Linked DNA regions of Mus musculus: region 2 is linked to region 1. Evidence: chromatin contacts called from public Hi-C data. All regions are on one chromosome and are shown on one strand. The core of a region is the stretch at or near the end of the contact, and the rest is flanking DNA. Distances in the headings are between cores, read along the strand shown. Region 1 holds the start of Cgnl1 (cingulin-like 1). Region 2 has its middle 33 kb from the start of Cgnl1.

Region 1 (5,311 bases), core at 1,456-3,955:
ACACAATTCACAAAATTTGGAGGAGGAAAGAGATGATTTTTTTTCCTACCTTTCTTCCTGATTTTTTTTTTTTTTCTTTAGGCAAATTGCTGTCACTGACAAAACAACCCCCTTATCCTCTACCAGAAAAAAAAAAAATCCTCTCAGATTCTATCTCAGGGTCAAGCCTGTGAGTCTCCCACCGAGGAAAAGATACCGGAAAGGCGCGGCTCAGAATCTCAGAGGCTTTGACAGCACAGGCTTGCTCTCCCTTCAGGCTGGTGGGGCTTGAATATCTGTAGTGACAGCAGAGACAGGGACAGCGGCCTAGCCCAGGCAGATTCTGCTCCTCGCCTCGCTTCCCCATCTACTCCCCATATTTTTATATATTTTAATCATTAGACTACCTGTTGGGAAAGAAGGGGTCAGGCATGCTGGGTAAATGGTGTTTCTATGGTCAGCAAATGTTTGCTGAGCATGTACTTTCTGCAAACGCTCTCAAGGGTCTGAGTGGGAATAGACGGGTGGCAGGTGGTTCAGTTTCCTCCTCGAGGGAGGAGTCCCTACCCTCCCCGCCACAGACACCGCCCCCACACCCTTCCACTTCTCCCTCGGGTGAGCTGTCTATTTCCTGCCCCTGAGTGAGGGCTCGACACACTCATTTCCCAGTACCTGGTTTTGCTCATACGTTGTTTCTCTACCACCAGCCCAGCTACCAGCCCGCTGTTCACAGTTATCCCACAGTTCTATAAAACCTCAGTGGCAGCCGGGCAGTGGTGGCACATGCCTTTAATCCCAGCACTTGGGAGGCAGAGGCAGGAAGATCACTCTGAGTTCAAGGCCAGCCTGGTCTACAGAGAGAATTCTTGACAGCCAGGGCACAGAGACACAGGACACAGAGAAACCCTGTCTTGAAAAACCAAATAAAAACCCCAAATAGTTAAGTAAATAAATAAGTAAACAAACAAACAAATAAGTATATCACTTGATGAATAGAGGTTCAGATCCCAAGCTCCCACATCAGATGCTCAACCTCCTGTAGCTCCAGCAGGTCCCACATCTTCTCTGGTCTCTGTGAACACTGCACATGCATGGTGCACACATATACACCCAGGCACACATGTAGACATGAAATAAATACATCTTTAAAAAACATACCTCTTTCCCTGTGGTCCTATTTCTGTTTCTGGAAACACATCTGGTTACCAGTTTTAGACGCTCTCTGGGACCGTCCCTCCCCACACGGATTCCTCTTGTAAGCCTCCTCCTGGTTTGTACGGTTCTGCCAATCCCGGTGTTCAGAGCCATTTAGGTGCAGGTTCCACTGCAGGCATTTTGAGGTGTCTAAGGCATGGTTAACATGTGTCTGCGCCTGTGTTATATGACACCCTTTCTATCGTCCAGCACAGCCTCCCTTACAGTTTGCCTAATTCCAGATATACCCAAAACCCAGATGTCTTTGCACTGGCAAGCAGTCCCGTTGAGAACACTGTTCATGCAGTTTTATCATCTACAAAGCCCAGACTTGAGAACTAAGCAATCAAGTTTCACAAAAACGTGCAATGTTTTAAGTAGGCTTACTACTTTCTTTTTGTTGGGAGGAGGGACAAAGGTTGCATTCATAACTATACTCGGCTGACTAGGCGTGGAGCATGCCTGGTAGACCCACTGTTTCCAAAGGGGTCCAGGGAGAATAGCTTCCTCCTTTGTCTTCTTTTTAAAGATCACTTGAAAATATTTTTTTTTCAAGTTTTGCCTGCATGTATACCTGTGCGCCACATATATGCAGTACCCGAGGAGGCCAGAAGATGGCACTAGATCCTCCTGGCACTGAAGTTAACAAAGGTTTTGGGAGCTGTCTTGATGGTGCTGGGAATTGAACCAGATCTTATAGAACAGAAACAGATCTTAACTTCTGAGCCATTTCTCCAGCTCTGTAAATAAATACAAGCACGTTTCATCACTGTGCAACTTTTCTTCTATTGCTGTTGCAGTTTTCCTACAAAATAATCACTATTACTTTTTGAAATCTTTTCACGTTACTGTTTTGAGTGACTGAATTTTTGAGTGTTGATTTTATTCAACATGTTTGTCAGTAAACATTTACTTATTAAAATACTGTAAGACACATGCCATTTCTGCAGTCCTTTCTTCAGGAATAACAAGCCGTTGAGTGAGTGCCTCGCTCACTTTACAATGGAGGAAACTGAACTTGGAAATGACACCCTGGCCTTCCCAGTTGGCAATGTAATGCCACCTTCCCTGGAAAACTAACTAAACTAGGGCCTGAGAGTTTGTCTCTAATGTCTGTGCTGCTACCAGGAGCCAGGTGACCTCAGAGCTAGGCCCAGCTTTAGCTTATAGACGTCACTTTGTCACTTCGTGCCTTTTGTGATTTGCTTCTAGGTGACAGAACAAGGCTGAGTGGAAGAATGGGGGGAAACTGAGATCTGGGGTGGGATTGCGGAATAGGGAAAGTTTCCTGGAGGAGGGGTTGTAAGGGGGTGCTGAGAGAGAGAAGAGAGTGGCTGCGGGTGGGAACGGGGTGCTGGTATGGGCGCAGGGAGGTCTCAGGGCGCAGATGGGGCAGGGTTTCAGGGATCGCCCGGGACTGTCCGCGAGGGGCCGCAGTCCTCGGTCCGCCGGGTCCTGGGTCGCTGGGAGGGTCCGGACGCAGACCCGCCTGCTCCTCCTCCCGGGAGGGCGGGCGACTGCAGGGCGGGGCGGGGCTGGCGCGGCCTCCTGGCGACGCGGCGGCCGCTGCTCTCCGGCCCGGCTCTGCGGGCAGCTGCCGGAGCGGGACCCTGGAGGCAGAGGCGGTAAGTGAGCTCCGAGCGGGAGCCCGGAGGGTGTGCGCGGGACCCCGGAGCCCAGACGGTGCCCGGGAACTCGACAGGCTCGAGCTCCTGCAGCTTTGCGCAGTGCTCAGCCTCAGCGTCGGTCGTGGGATCCGGGCGCCGCGGCTGCAGTCCCGGGGCTGGAGGTGCGCTCCTGCCTCCTACGCTGAGCCCAGTACTGCAGACGAGTCGGACAGTTGGTGGCGAGCCTGTACAGGGCTCTAGTGACAGCTGCGGGCGAGCCCCACGGAGCACCGCACTCCCAACCCTTCCCTGCAGTGTTTGATCTCAGTGCTCTTTAAGCCATTCCTTAGAACAGGCTGGTGGCCGCTCCGCTGTCCTGGCCCCGCGTGCCACTGCACTGTCCAGGCAGGTCACCCCGAAAGCCCTTAAACCACGAGAGCACTTTTTTCGCTTTCTGAGGGACTTTTCCAAGTTGCATCACCGTTTGGCTTCAAGGTAGGTGCCTGGCTGTGGTGTTGGACTTACAGAGACTTTTTTTTTTTTTTTTAAGAACTTTGTATATTTACTGTGTGCGTGCCCTTTTACCCCAAGAACCCTTCCAACGCCGAGTACCCTGCTCAAAATACTGTAGGAGTTCTTTTAAAGAGGACTTGGCTTGCAGAGTGGGCTACACACCTGGTGAGATTTAAATCAAAACCAATGAAAAGATTCTCACCTTCCTCGCGCCCCCCACCCCCACCCTGGGTACATCTCTACTCCAGGGGTCTGGGGGTAGTCGGCGGTGGGAACTTTTAAAAAGCGACCCCGGGTGGTTCTGGGTGCAGCCAAGTTTGGAAGAGCAGAGCGCTCAGGCTCCTGACCCACCTCTCCACCAGGGGAGCCTGTGGACGCAGCCTGCTAACCTTAGACCGCAGGTGGTGCCATTTAAAAAATAAAAGTTCTCTTTGTTCCTAATTCTATTTACAGTAAATATTTCCGGGGGCACTTTCTATTTAGGAGGTTGGAGTGTGGGCATTAAATTCTGAAGTCATTGCCAGAGTCAAGGTTATATAGTCCTGTCAGGGAAAACCAAGTGATTCGGAAAAGTGTCTCAGATGAAGAGAACACTTAGGATTTGGTGAGCTTTTGTAGACCTCCTCCTTACACAGGCACGTGTGTACAGACACAAAAGCACTTGTGTTACATAAACGTGGGGATTTTCCTGGGAGTGGAGAGACCCTGAAGGGTTTCATTTGTGAGTTAGTTATTTTTGATGTGTGCTCGCGTCCTCAGGAGCAGCCATGTGTATGTTCCTTGATAGAATAAATAACACCTGAGTTAGGGGGTTAGCGTTTCCAGTACCAAGGCAGAGCTCAGCTCAATCGCCTGTCAGGTGACCTAAGATTGATAGGACAATGGGAAGGCTGAACATCTGTTTGAATCCGGTGGTTTTCTGTCACATATGTTTTATGGGACGTTTTGTCACACGTGTTTTAGGACAAGACGGTTGTCCCTGGGTTAACAGTCATCTCTAAGTTAACGCTCTCTGGTATTCCAAGTATGCTCTCACAAGTCTCCTGGTGGTTGCTGCAACGTGGCCACTAATCAGACTTCCCTTTTCCTTAGGCGATGGTCCTGTATATTGTCTTTTTGTAGTATCAGGATGATGTCCCTTTATGGGTGCCCTGGGGAGGGTGTTTGTCTCTGATCTCTGACATGAGCTAGACTGACGTTGATTTTTGAAAATGAAAAATGATAAAGTGTTGTCCCGTTGGCCTGTCCTGTTTCCTCTCCTCCTACTACGGTGCCCTCTCCTGTCACTGGTCAGCTGCTAGAATGTGACCACTGAGGAGTCACCAACATAGCAATGGCCTGCCTGTGGAGAGTGTGGTGTCACAGGGTGGCCCCTGAACCCAGAACCTCCAACTTCCGCAGAGTGTGTATGTATATGTATATATGTGTGTGCAAATGCATACGTGCATGCCAGACCATCAACATGACTGGTGTACACTTGTGAACCTCCTTCTCACCTGGGGAACAGGGCCCACCTTGAAAGTGTCAGATGCCTGAGAGATGGGAGAGTGGTCTGGCCCTGTCCCACACAGAGCGCAGATTTATTACAATACTTCCCACCCTGGGAGAGCACTTGTGATGTTCTGACCTGACCAGAAGAAATGGGTGAGTGGGGTGCCCTTCATCCAGGGGAAGGGGTACAGCCTCCAGGAAGGTGGTCTGTGCTGAGAGCTGTGATTGTGTTAGAACCATCCACTTAGTATAATGGTTTCTATTTTGTAAGTGTGTGTGTGTGTGTGTGTGTGTGTGTGTGTGTGTGAAGTTACTTTCTCATGTTGATGGAATGAGGAATGACAGAATTTAAAGTGTTTCTTAGTTCTTTTCCTCTGAAACTCATTTATCTAAAAGATGCAGTTAACCTTTTTAAAAGCTCAACTGACTCCTCCCTTCCTTCTTCCCTTCTCCGTCCCGCCCTCCCTCCTTCCCGCCCTCTTCCTCCTTCCCTTCCTTCTGTCCTTTCTTTGGTCCTAATGCTAAAG
Region 2 (6,038 bases), core at 79-2,578, 34 kb before region 1:
CACACACACACACACACACACAAATATATATATATATATATATATATATATATATACACATATGTATGCATATATATATGCACAGAAACAGAATCATACACAATAAAAAGACAAAACTGAAAAAAATGTAGTATGCAAGCAGTAACACGTACACATAAACATGTGCACACACGTGTGCACACACAAACAGGCCCAAATTAAGAAATATGAACCAAAAAAGCCTATAATAATGCTGTTGAGTTCATTTCCTGTTGGTCATCACTGCTGGACACTAACAGAGTCTGTTATTAGCTGTAGTTAATATACTCAGTGAGACTAAATTGGAGAAATTCATTTTTTCCTGTTGTTCATTGGAAATAACCTCTTTGTTAGGAAGGGAAGCTCATGTCCACTTCCCCATTTCAGTGCTATGAACCTGTCTGCTGAAACACATATGAACTCACAGAAACTATGGCAGTACATACAGGGCCTGCACAGGTTTAAAGCAGTTTAACAGTGTCTTCAGAAACTCAAGTCCCTGGAGGAGTTACTCCATACATTACCACCAGGTGGTGCCACCACACAACGGCTGACTCTCCCAAGGGGTCAAGGCTGTATAGAATGGTCAGAAGAGTTAACTGAGCCTGCCTGGATCCACACTGGCTTGACCATGAAGTGCTGACCCGATTTGATAATAAGGGACAAGAGCCAGTCCACTTACTAACCCATCTAGTTGACAAAGATTTCTTTATGTCTAGTAACTATTTTCCTTGTTAGAGACCTGAATCTGTCTCTGAATGTATTATCTTTGTCCGGAGGCACAGGTACAGAACAGGGGTCTTTCACAAAGCCCACCTCCACTCCCCATCATATCCTGAGATGGCTGTCAATCAGGGCTGGAGATGGAAGATCAGAGGTCATATCTAGGCCAGCCAGGCAGCTTTAAACAGTGCAGCACCCTTTGCCTGTATTTATGTCATCTGTGTCAAGGGCTTGGAGAGCTGTGGAGTTGGAGAACTGGAAGGGAAAAGAGACTGGCTGGCTGTCTCACACAGGTGGGACAGGAAGCCTTCTTCACTGGCCACATGGTTCTAGGATTCTGGAAGCTCCTAGGGTGACATGCAAGGACAGGAGCCTGAGACCCAGGCAAGTCACCAGGCTGGCTCTGGCCTAGCCTTAGATGTGCCCATTATTCAGGAGGCCTGCTATGGAAAAGAAGCAGGAAGTCAAAACAGCAAGGAGTAGCTGTCCTGCTTGTCCCAGCACCGTGGGACTATCTACCTCTAGTGTGAGCTGCCCGGAACTTCTTTAGGGAGCAGGCCATGAGTCACTGAGGCGTCACTGGTCTCAGACTCCTGGTTCCTGTTACATGAGGAGGAAGTCTGACTGATGTCAAAGGGTCAGGAGAGGGGTCAGGGACTCTCAGGGTCCAGGTGACGAAGCAGTGTAGTGTTGCAGGCAGTTCACCCTGAGGGGGGACTTCCAGGGACACCAAGGGGCATGGCTTCCTACCCAGGCCAGGCAGCCGCACCCTGGCATGACTGAGGGTGGAGAGGGCACACAGTGAGAGAAGCAGTCTGTCCTCTTTCCCCTTGTCCAGTCCCCCCTCCTCACTCTGCTCTCTCCATCCCTGCTTTCAGCTCTGTGAGGGAGGACCCAGCTCTCCACCAGCACTTGGTCGCTTTCCTTTGCTCCAAAGTTTCAACCAGCCTTAGCATAACAGAAGCTGTTAATAGCAGGGAAAATGAGACGCTTGGAAAGGCTCTGGGCTGTGTGAAAACAATACAAAGTGCCACCCTGAGCTTTGTGGATTATAGTTTAAGAGATGCTTCCAAGAGCATACACCTGTCATCCCAGTGTCTGGGAGGCAGAGTCAGGAGGACCCATAGTGGACTGGAGAGCAAAGCTGTCTCAAAACAAGCAGCCACAGAACCAAAGAGATACCTTTAAAAAAGAACTATCTTATGATAGTAAGTAGCCATCTGTGAAGTACCATTTCATTTCTTAAAATCAGTGTATTGTGTGTGTGAGTCTCTCTCTCTCTGTGTGTGTGTGTGTGTGAGTGTGTGTGAGTCTCTCTCTTTCTGTATGTGTGTGTGTGTGTGTGTGTGTGTGTGAGTCTCTCTCTCTCTGTGTATGTGTGTGTGTGTGAGTGTTTCTCTGTGTATGTGTGTGAGAGTGTGTGTGTAGGGGGGAGGTCTGGCCTGGAGGAGCTGAAGTTACACTCGGTATGGGTTCTGAACGACCAAACTCAAGTCCTCTGCAAGAGCAGTATGTTCTCCTAACAGCTGAACCATCTCTATAATCCAAGAACTTAATAAAATGCTGCTTTTTTTAAAAATGCCATGGGGCTGGAGAGATGGCTCAGAGAGCACTGGCTGCTCTTCCAGCGGACCGAAGTTTAATTCCTAGCACCCACATGGCAGCTCTCAGCTGTCTAAAACTCTAGTTCTAGGTGGAATCTGATGTTCTCACACAGACATATGTGCAGGCAAAACATCGATGCAGAGCAAAACAGAATTGCATTAAAGAACTATTGCTGTGTTCAGGAAAAAAAATCCCCTTCTATGCAACACCTTATGCAGATGCCTAGAGCATCATGGACACAGATATTACAGTAAACCCCACAGGCAGACCTCTGTGCATACAGAAATGCTGTTGTTGTTGTTGTTGTTATTGTTGCTGCTGCTGCTGCTGTTAAAACTTAGCTGGGATTTAAAGGGATTTGAGTGTTTGTAACTCTTTGGTACAGTGGTAACAACCCGAAGCCCCTTCATATTTCATTTCTAAATTCCAGTCTGTAGAAATGATGTCAGTCCTCAGGTATTATGGTATGTGCCCTTCCACCTTTTACCGACCAAGTCCTGACCCTGGTGTCTTGGAATGCGACTGCACATAGTCCTTTAAAGAGGTCATTACTGACGAAATGAAGTCATATGCGTGGGCTCTAATTCAACAAGCCTGATGACCTTTTAAAAAGAGATTAGGGGACAACTCTCGTGTGAGCCCCCCCCCCCACACACACACAGAGAGAGAGAGAGAGAGAGAGAGAGAGAGAGAGAGAGACTTTTGTCTAAAGGCACACACAAGCACACACACAGGGATAGAGAGATAGAGAGGGAGAGAGAAAGAGAAAAAGAAAGAGAGACTCTATGGAAAGAAACAGGGAAAATAAGCCAACTTTAAGCCACAGCAAGAGGCCTTAGAACAAGCTACCCTTGCTGATTCTGAGTCTCGGATTTGTGGCCTCCAGTGATGTTTACCAGCTATCTCCCAACCCAGGTCCTTTATGGCAGAGGAATAGGGACAGAGGAGATGCAAACAGTGTGTCTGCTCCTGTCTCCTTTCAAACAGATGTTTGCACCGAAAGAGTTGATGGATGTTCAGACTCCACACACATTCTTTCTATGCTTCTGTATGTGGCCTCAAAGTGACAGTCTCCCTTCTGAGAGCCTCCTGTTTTAGTAATGGCATAAGCTAGACATGCAGAACCCAGGTGGGGCCTTAGCTGGGGTAGATGGAGAGAGAGGTGCAGCCTCCGGGCCTAGGGCCTTAGCTGGGGAAGATAGATGGAGAGAGAGGTGCAGCCTCCGAGCCTAGCTGAGCTCCAAACAAGTGTGAGGACCGGGTGGAGGTGGCCGGGAGTGGAGAGACTTGGATCACCCCAGCCAGATGCTGAGGTGACCTCCCGGAGTTCTGTGGCAGCAGTGGGCTGGATGAGGACCCTCAGCCGGAAAACCCCTGTAGGAGGGGAAAACTGCTGAGTGGAGACAGTAGAAGTCTTCCTCTGGGGTTTGCCCTGGAGATCATGGCTTACCTTTTATCCCAGCACTCGGGAGGCAGACACAGGAGGATGTGTGTGAGTTTGTACATTGTATCCAGGTCCTCCAGAGATACATAGTAAGACCCTATCTCAAATAAACAAATCAAATAAGTAGTTGATGCAGAATAGTGGGTTGTTTGTTTGTTTGTTTTTGGTAATTAATTTTGTGTGGATGAGCTAGATTTTCCACACGCATAGAAGAAAATTTCCGGGGCAGGTGACAAGTTCTAGAATTCCTAACTGTGTGTGTATTAGATTCTAAGGCCAAGGAGAAAAATTAATTACCTTAGAGCCGAGTTCCTTGGCAGCTGGTGCCCTGCTGGCATTGCAGCCTGCAGGTACCCGGACTTTTCCTCCTATAAAACCTTATTAATCTCAAATCTAAAGAACAAAAGGGAAGGCTCTCCAGCAACCCCCTTACCCTGCCCTTCCCCTTACCCCTTCCCTGGCTCAGCTAATCTCAGTACTTTTATTAACCAGCACTAAGGTTCTCCTTGGTTAAGAACTGGCAGGTGCTTTGAAACAGTCACCATTTTTAATTAACCCTCTTTAAAATAATGTGTCTTGATTGTAATTTGGTATGATTTAATTAACTCTAACTTAAGAGCTGGACCTTAAACCTCTCCACCCAATCAAGAAATCCTTAGACACTAGGCTTCTCTGAAGGCGCCTTGAGTTGTTTTCCCAGATGGCAGAGGGGACCCCACTTGTGCTAGACAGTGTGTGGGACCCTAGCTCCCAGGCTTCTCCTTTTATACTTAAGCTGTACCAAACCCTGCTACCATTTCTCTGTCTGAGCACCCCATCTCCTGACTCAGGCCCTCAGGTGCCCCCTCAACAGGCTTGGTCCCTTCTCCTCTCAAGCCCCACCCTCTGGGATCCTCTGCAGAAAACCTTCCCACAGTTCCTGCTGTAACTGGAATTCATAGAGATCCAGGGGTGAGTAGAGGGACCATAGCTATAGCCATCCATAGAAGACAGAGGCAGAGGGGATGGAGGAGTCCTGGATAAGTGACTGTAGTCCATTTCTGCCCTGCTTCCCTGTGGTCAAGCAGAGAATGTCTGATGATAGTTGTTATGCAAGCAAAAGGCTCCTCAGATAAACAAGTTAGGAACTAGGTGCCTGCTGGGTTTGCCGGCCATCAGACCTGAACCAACACACTCTCCTCTGAATCTCCTCCCCTCCCAAGCCACTCACCTGCTGGGCTCTGAACACCCTGTGGCTTCTCACCCTATACCTGGCCTAACGGTTCATTTCTTCATTCCTTGTGGCTCTATCCTGGCTCACACCCCATCCTCCTCCAGGACACCTCTAATTTCCTAGGTGCTGAAGCTGGCTTTACTGTCACACCCCTGCCACAGGCCTGTGCTCCTTCCTCTCCGTGGCTGAAGAAAAGTGGAATGTCTCACGGCTTTTGAGGCCACTGGAGAATGTGGAATTGACAGGTGGAGACCGGGCCACAGAAGGATAGTACTGACTCGGGGGCCCCGTGGGGCTAGGAACCCCATCATAAAGACAGAAGGTATCTGCAGGGGCTGCAGAAGGGCAGGCAGATGAGCAGAGGTGTGAAACTGAGGAAGACAGATATAAAGAGATCCCCTGGTCCTAAGAAGGACCTGGGTTCCCTATGGTCCTCACTGTGAGATCCTTCAGGAGGTCTCATGATGATAAACTTTTCCCTACCAGAGTGGCTGGAGGGAACCTTTATTCCTACCAGTGAAAGAGCCAGATCACACCTTGTTGACTGGTCCTGGAGCGACTCAGGGGCAGACAGTGTAAGTATTCAGTTTTCATCACTACCTACAGTACACGTACGGAACACGTGCGTGCGTGCGTGCGTGCGTGCGTGCGCACATGCGTGCGAGTGAGTGACCTCTTCCCTCTCTAGCAGCAGGTGAAAGCTGCAGCCTCCTGACTGCCTGTTCCGCAGATACCAAGCGTTAGGGCTGGGGATATAGCTCAGTGGTGGAGTGCTTCCTTAGCACACAAGACTTCTTGGGGTCAATACCCAGCATTGGGGCGGGGCATGTTTAGGGCTGGGAACACAGCTCTGGGGAAGAGCACCGGCCCTCTGACAAGAGGAAGATGAGGAAGTGGGAAAAGGGGGGAGAAGAGGATAAAGAGAAGGAAAAAGAAGATGATGAAGAGGAAAGGGAGGGAGGAGGAGAAGAGAAGAAAAGAAGGAGGAAGGAGAGGAAGGAGAGAGAGAAGAGGGAGAAGAAGAGAAATAAATAT

Evidence for each region. A called contact is a pair of places that touch in the nucleus more often than the background predicts.
Region 2: a Hi-C map of uterus shows a contact between it and region 1, with 2.6 times the contacts expected there. The contact joins the enhancer-like site here to the promoter of Cgnl1 in region 1. A contact is called at or near these places in 5 of 39 promoter capture datasets (cranial neural crest, embryonic stem cells, liver and 2 more), 1 of 15 datasets of contacts at CTCF or cohesin (CD8 T cells), 42 of 484 Hi-C or Micro-C datasets (the AML12 cell line, the BV-2 cell line, the C2C12 cell line and 21 more), 7 of 115 datasets of contacts at active chromatin or transcription factors (acute myeloid leukemia, bone marrow-derived dendritic cells, embryonic stem cells and 1 more) and 2 of 9 other capture datasets (adipose tissue and pancreatic islet).

The regions. Positions count from the first base shown.
Region 1 is chr9:71,768,996-71,774,306 of GRCm38.p6, reverse strand. Cgnl1 (cingulin-like 1) reads left to right here and starts at 2,705. Exons shown (of 19, transcript NM_026599.5): 1 at 2,705-2,798.
Region 2 is chr9:71,801,136-71,807,173 of GRCm38.p6, reverse strand. It overlaps a transcript of Cgnl1 not described here. Among named protein-coding and RNA genes, the nearest start is that of Cgnl1, 33 kb to the right of the region's middle. Within about 2 kb of position 1,328, at least 55 of the 459 cell types and tissues checked have an H3K27ac peak or open chromatin away from gene starts, as enhancers often do. A contact at or near this core is called in the AML12 cell line, the C2C12 cell line, the HL-1 cell line and 9 more, where this site is marked.